2 separate regions of the Danio rerio genome follow, and region 1 is linked to region 2. The links are chromatin contacts, called in public HiChIP or PLAC-seq maps. All regions are on one chromosome and are shown on one strand. The core of a region is the stretch at or near the end of the contact, and the rest is flanking DNA. Distances in the headings are between cores, read along the strand shown.

Evidence for each region. HiChIP or PLAC-seq counts read pairs in DNA pulled down with a chosen protein or histone mark.
Region 1: an H3K4me3 HiChIP or PLAC-seq map of embryo shows a contact between it and region 2, with 7 times the contacts expected there. The contact joins the promoter of cmasa here to the promoter of nuak1a in region 2. A contact is called at or near these places in 1 of 18 Hi-C or Micro-C datasets (an unstated tissue) and 1 of 4 datasets of contacts at active chromatin or transcription factors (embryo).

What each region holds. Positions count from the first base shown.
Region 1 is chr4:15,307,852-15,311,549 of GRCz12tu, forward strand. cmasa (cytidine monophosphate N-acetylneuraminic acid synthetase a) reads left to right here and starts at 1,602. Exons shown (of 8, transcript NM_001040252.2): 1 at 1,602-2,004; 2 at 2,096-2,238; 3 at 3,106-3,261; 4 at 3,462-3,595. The coding sequence starts at 1,787. LOC141381604 (a long non-coding RNA gene) reads right to left here and starts at 2,878. Exons shown (of 5, transcript XR_012402012.1): 1 at 2,760-2,878.
Region 2 is chr4:14,941,081-14,944,807 of GRCz12tu, forward strand. nuak1a (NUAK family, SNF1-like kinase, 1a) reads left to right here and starts at 1,534. Exons shown (of 7, transcript XM_684974.10): 1 at 1,534-2,031. The coding sequence starts at 1,798. All of the region lies in intron 2 of LOC137491394 (a long non-coding RNA gene), which reads right to left.

The sequences.
Region 1 (3,698 bases), core at 352-2,851, 370 kb after region 2:
ATGTTTGTGCTTCTTTTATTTTTCTTATTCGGAAATTTAAATAAGCTGATCTTTTTATTTTCCAAATTTCTCATATTCTGGTGGTAATAAATAGATGTTACACACACAAAAAAATGAATATACTGACGTTAGCTCACATCATCTTCTTCTGTTAAATAAATATTTATATTGGCAGCTTGCAAACTGTGTTCATTACCGCCATCTGGTGAACTGAGGTGAGATCTGTTGGGGATATACAGTATATACAGGTCTTGTACAATATAAAAAAAGATTCATTTATTCATTTTTGGCTTTATCCTTTTATTAATTAGGAGTAGCCATGGCGAAATGAACTGCAAATATTAAAAACGTTTGAAATTTATGTATTTGTCTTAATGTGTGCATGTTACATTTATTTATAGTTTTCCTTTATATTAACACAGTGCATGTATATATATATATATATATATATATATATATATATATATATATATATATATATATATATATATATATATATAAAACTCATCTCTAATAACTGATTTATTTTATCTTTGACATGATGTCAGTAAATAATATTCACTAGATATTTTTCAAGACACTTCTATACAGCTTAAAGTGACATTAAAATGCTTAACTAGGTTAATTAGGTTAACTAGTCAGGTTAGGGTGATTAGGAAAGTTATTGTATATCGATGGTTTGTTCTGTAAACTGTTGATAAAAAAATACAGCTTAAAGGGGCTAATAATTTTGACTTTAAAATGGGTTTTTAAAAATGTAAAACTGCTTTTATTCTAGCCGAAATAAAACAAATAGGACTTTCTCCAGAAGAAATAATAATAATATAGGAAATACTGTGAAAACTTCCTTGCTCTGTTAAACATCATTTGGGGAATATTTAAAAAAGAAAGAAAAAATAAATTCAAAGGTGGCAAATAATTCTGACTTCAACTGTATGTATATATATATATATATATATATATATATATATATATATATATATATATATATATATAGATGAATAGATGTAACTGTGATTATATATTTTTTTACTTTTGATGTGCGAAATGTAAAAATGTTTTTATTACAGTATACTTTTATATTTTAAACCGAGTTAAAACTGTTTGAGCAAAATGTGCCAAACAAATACACGTTAAAATAAATAATTTGAATTTAACTGCGAGTAAAAGTTTTGAAGCAGTTTGTTATTTGGTAACTCTTAGTTGAAAACGCCACATTTTTCAATGTCCTTTAAACTGTGTTATTGTTAATAAAGCACACATAATGCCAGTACACCGTCAACAATACAGCCTGTGTCTGATTGTAATTACTTATATCAATAAAATGAACAGTTTTATTGCTTTGACTGCAGATTGTTTATTTTAGAGTGTGATTTCCGGGTTGTACGGAAGTCCCGTAAACAACCATAATTGTGCGCAGTACCTTTTACACTCTAATTAAAAAAATGTTTAAACTCTGTTAATTGTTTACTATTCACTGTTTACATATACAAACTCGATTAAGCTCAGTCAAATGACCCGATTATACAATTGTTCACTATTGAACCGTCTAAGAGACGGATTAAAAATCCAGTGCGCGTGTTAGTTTAGTCACTACGGTTACGTTACAGGCGTGACAAACTTGAGACGTGGTCTATTGCCAGCTTTTATGGTTTATTTGAGAAGATAATTACATCAGAATGAAATAAACGCCCTGTAGTTCGAGTCTGAATAATTGGAGGAACCTTTTTTAATCAACCCAATCGTTCGCACTACGTGTGGAAATATTAATTGGCTGGAAACAGTAATGGACGCAGTAAATGAAAACGGTAAACGCGCTATGAAGGACGACAGTCATGGGAACAGTACCAGCCCAAAACGAAGAAAATCCAGACACATCTCTGCTCTTATTCTGGCCCGTGGAGGGAGTAAAGGAATCCCCCTGAAGAACATTAAGATGCTTGCAGGGGTTCCCCTGATCGGATGGGTGATCAGAGCGGCTGTGGACTCCAATGTCTTTAACAGGTCGTGCTGTGTGACGTCAGCATCCATATATATATCTGTATGGTTGCTTTTGAAATATTTGCAGTATTGTCTCTTATGCCTGCTTTTGCAGTGTTTGGGTGTCTACTGATCACGAAGAGATCGCCAAAGTGGCCTTGGCTTGGGGTGCAAAGGTGCACAAGAGGAGCCCAGAAGTGTCCCAGGACTCCTCCAGCTCACTGGACACCATTCGGGAGTTCAGCAGACAGCACCGAGGTTGTAAATCTTTTGCAGTCAAATTCCATTGCTAATTCTCTATAGGGGTGTATCTACAGCTTGTGAAACTTGTGCGTCCTCTGCTTGCTTGTTGGTTGAACAAACAGACCAACCGGATCTGAGCCACATAAACGAGGTTAAAGTTGTGCCATTCTTTGCATTGCACATCAGGATGCAGTGGCTATTATATGCCTTATGAGGACGAAAATCAAAACAACGTGCATTTTCCCAATTCTGATGAATAATTTTAAAGAGTAATTATAATAATATTTACAACTGCAGTTTTTTTTTTGCATTGAAAGTTCAATGCATTTGGAAAGAAATATTGTTTTAAGTATGCTTGTGTGTAATTCTCTAAACAACGTGCAAACGGATCATCAAGTGTCACGTTTTGCTAAATAAAATGTCTAAAAGTCTATTTGAATGACTACTCTGTTGTTTGTTTTTGATTATAAAGGATGTAATAGATACTTTATTGGATATGTCTCCAAAAATAAAAAAGCTGGTGTTAAATTGCTTACCCTCAAGCCAAACAAGATGTAGTTGACTTTTCCCCCGTTCAGTAGAACATTGACGTAGTTTATTTTGTCTGAAATCGTTGTCCTTGCTGATAGAATGCAATTCACAGGCTACAAGCAGGCTGTAAGTAAAAAAACAACAATATTTATATATACACAGACAAAACAAATGTAATATCTGTGGCTCCTAGTGATGCACTGACATATATATTCTGTTTTCTAAAGTACAACACTGTGGGTCACCTCTAACTTTTAGCAGAGTTAATAAAAATGTAATAAATAGCAGATGGCTAACAGTGAAACATAAGCATGGCAGTGGGGTTGACTTTAATCTAATGTTGTTTTACAGAGGTGGATGTTATCTGTAACATCCAGGCCACGTCTCCGTGTTTGCACCCAAAACATCTCACAGAGGCTGTGGAACTCATAACGAAACAAGGGTACGATTCAGTCTTCTCTGTGGTCCGCAGGCACAATTTTCGATGGAAAGAGGTTGAGAAAGGAGGTTAGTTTAAGTGCTGTAACATAAATGTCTATTGTAAGATCATTAGAAGGCTTAAAGTTAGTTTTCTGTCATTAATCTTGTTAAAAAACAAATGATTTAACATGAATGCATTAAATTGGTCTAAAGTGGCAGTAAAACAATATTACAAAATTATTAAATGTCTATAACCATTCTTGAACACCCAAAACTGCTATTTTCAGGAGATTGCAGCACTGAACCGATGAACCTGAACCCAGCTTGCAGGCCGCGGCGTCAGGACTGGAGTGGAGAACTGTGTGAAAATGGCTCTTTTTACTTCGCAAAGAAAGAGCTCATAGAACAAGGGCTTCTTCAGGTAATATTTTGGGCTTTATAATCCGCAAAGTGACCATTTCACTGAAGTTCAAAATGTGTGGATGTCAGAAGCCTTAGGACAGAAAATGTGATGTTGTTGCACT
Region 2 (3,727 bases), core at 284-2,783:
ACACTAGAGGGCGCCTCTTCATCTATGTATAAACAGGTAGATGGCATCAATTTATTGCTTATAGGTGGGAAATAAAAATAATAATAATATGTGTAACGACATGATTGACATTTATTTGTTGTTTAGATAGATAGATAGATAGATAGATAGATAGATAGATAGATAGATAGATAGATAGATAGATAGATAGATAGATAGATAGATAGATAGATAGATAGATAGATAGATAGATAGATAGATAGATAGATAGATACTGATTTAGTATCACTTTAAACCCTCCAAATGATGGCAGTACATCCTAGTAGTCTTAGGTTGTGATGATTGTGCACATATTGTGTTTTTGCTAGAGGGCGCTGTTGAGCCATACATTACTCCTGCATAATGTTTGCTTGCTATTCTGAGAGCATGACCAAAGTTTAGGATCACAACACAAGCAGAAACAAACAGCGGACTACAGAGGAACAACAATAAGGCATTCGGGAAATGATGCTATGTCTAGCAGATTTCAAGGAAATGCTAACCAGTGCTTCATTCCTTATTTTAAAAGACACCTGCACAATGCATTAAACCATTCAACATCAGCCTAGAGAGCTGCACTTGACAGATGTACTCAGAGAGAAATATTGCAGAAATGTTCCATAGTGCAATAAATGAATAGCTTACCCTAATAAGAAAATGCGAGTAAATGATGACAGAATACTCATTTTTGGGTCTTGTTATTATTATTACTATTGGTATTATTGTTTTTGTTATTATTAAAATGTACTTTTTGTATTTAAAAATTTTAGTAAAACAAACCAACCAACCAACCAACCAACCAAGCAAATATTTGATTTAATGCATTTTTTTAAAACAAATGTAATAGTTAAATAATAAAACAAACAAATACACAAACATTTAATTATTGATTTAAAAAGTAATTAGGAACAAAATAAATAAATGGGTTTAAATGTTAAATAAAAAAATCTATTAGGGAAATTTATATTTATTTAAACACTTTTTCTTCAAAACAAACAAATTTTTTATTTAAGTGAATAATATTTCACTTTGGTAAAAAAAATCTTATCTCATTCAAGGTCACATTTACGCATTTATTTATTTATTTATTTATTTATTTGTTTGTTTATTTATTTATTTATTTATTTATTTATTTATTTATTTACTGTGTTGCAAGTTATTGTACCTAACCAAAACATTTTGTGATATGGTTAATATTTTCATATACATTAATAACTATGCCATTCACGCAACAGTATAAGGTATGCACATTTAATGCAACTGGAAATTCTTTAGTCCTAAAAAAAAAAAAGTCAACTTAATCTACTCGTCATGCCAATAAAACGCATTAAACTCAAGAGTACAGTAGTTGAGAGAAAGTGATTAAGGAAAAGCAAAGACAAAAATTCAGTTAAATGTTCTACATTACGCCATTATTCCATCAGAGAGAGAGAGAGAGAAGGAGAGTGAGAGACCTGCACCTATAACTCCGCCTCCGGCTTCATGCATGCTGCATTCTTGATTCCTGTAGATTTTACTCTGGAGAAAGGGAAGCGGAGGGAGGAGGGACACGCGCCGGCGGTGGGATGGACGGCTGAAGCATGGAGTCGCTCGCGCATATTTGAGCTGCCAGAGGCGAGAAGAGCGCATCCTGACACAGAGCGAATGACTGACGCGTCTCTCTCCTTTCAGACGCATCCCTATAGCTTAATTGACGACTGAACAGTCAGTTCGGGATATCTGGGAGTTTATCTAGCGGCTCACCGCCGATTTTAAAATTTACCGAGCATCCCTGAGACCATGGAGACTGAATCGTCCCAGTTGGGGAGTAACGGAGCAAACGAAAGTGATCTTCTACCGGTGGACTTTCCGGGAGGAGAGATGCCAGCCTCTCTCGGTGTGCGGAGAGGGTCCAGCGTCAAGAAACATCACCATAAACACAACCTGAAGCACCGCTACGAGCTGCTCGAGACCCTCGGGAGAGGAACATATGGAAAAGTGAAGAAAGCCATAGAGAGGCACACTGGACGAGTGGTGAGCTGACCATCTTACATTACTTAAAATTTGCGTTTTGTGGTTAAGGAACCCACTTAGAACTATTAAACTGGTATTAATGTTGTCACAGATGCTTTCCCTAACATTATTTAAGATAAATAAACATTACATCAGGAGCTTTATGTTTATGCAAACCATGCCTTTCTTGAAATCTTTCTTGAAGTCTTGTGATTTCTGAAATTAAATGTTTGTGAGAAAATGATTTTATCTCCTAATATACATATAAAAGGTGTCAGTAAGAACAAAGGAGGAACTTCGACAGTGAAGCCATAAAATCAACTTTTCTGGCTCTGCTAAAAACATTTTGGTGAAAATTATTCAAAACAAGAACAATTACATAATCTAAATGACCTTTAATTTTCACTGCATATAAAGAAACATTTGTAGTTATAAATAGTTTTCATGGATGTTAAAGTTTCTTTAAGAAACCATTGAGACCCTTTCATTTTAAGTATGGGATCTCCATTTAAATTTCACTATATAACAATAGAATTAAATGAAGATTCCACAATTAAAATTAAAATCTCTTTATCAATGATTTCATGAAGGACTTTTAACATCAATAGAACCTATTTATGGGATGTAAGGGGTTTAAGAGGTTACCCCATAGCTTTTTCATTATTTACTCACTTAAATGCCATTCAAGGTTGATAATTTGTTTATCTTCAGAACATTTTCAGGAGTTTCAGAGCAAAACATTTTTATTCCTCCACTGAAAGTTCACCCAAAACTTCTTATGGGTTTAGAACAGCATGAGTGGGATTGAATGACATAAGTTTAAAAGAGAATTAGGGATTTGCCTTTCGTTAGATAAGTTTCACTCTTTATCAGTTGACCTGATTAAACATTCCTTTGAAATGTTGGTGAAAGCAAATGCGCCGTTAATGGCCATCATTACATGCGCAATTTCACAAGGCAAGTGCTGTCTTCCGTCCCTCAGTAACAGGGGTCAGCTCAATTAGGTCATCCAGGAGTTGAGCAGGTCAGAGGTTTCAAAATCACGAGACCTATGTAAAGCTAAGCTCCTTTACAGATCACGCTCAACTCGCCAACATCCCTAAGAAATGCACAACATCTGTAGAGGAAGATAAGTGGGGAAAAAAGTAGGATAAACCACTTCTGCTTTGGAACTAGGTCAGCGCATTAATCCCGAGACAGATCTGCATCTTGAGTGGGACAGAAATGGACCTATAGTGGGTCAGTTCTGTGGGCGAGAAATCAAAACGTGGCCTGATGTCAACAGCTGCTCGAGCACAGGATGCGCACAGAGTCACGTCCGGGACCTGGTAACCTAATAAGGAACCACTTATGAGTATTTCCGCAGAATTAACAACGCTTGACTAGACAGACACATTACATGCGTTCTTTAGAGACCAATGCAGCGGGTTGTTTTTTCATTGTCCTATGGCAAACTCTAAATCTGAAGGGCGCAGATAAACTTAAGTGTTTGTGTGGTGATGATTTTGGCAGCAGCAAAAGAATGTTCCAGCAGTATATGCATTTAAAAGCTTTGGCCTCCAACACTTTTGAGGACCTGTGAATGAGATTCTGTTGTTTGCTAATGTGAACTTTCTCATTTAAATGGGTGTTCGGGGATTTAAAGAGACATTATAGACCGGGGTAGATGATGAAGCATACACAAACTCAAAAACACTTTCGGCAGAGCTGGAGGCGC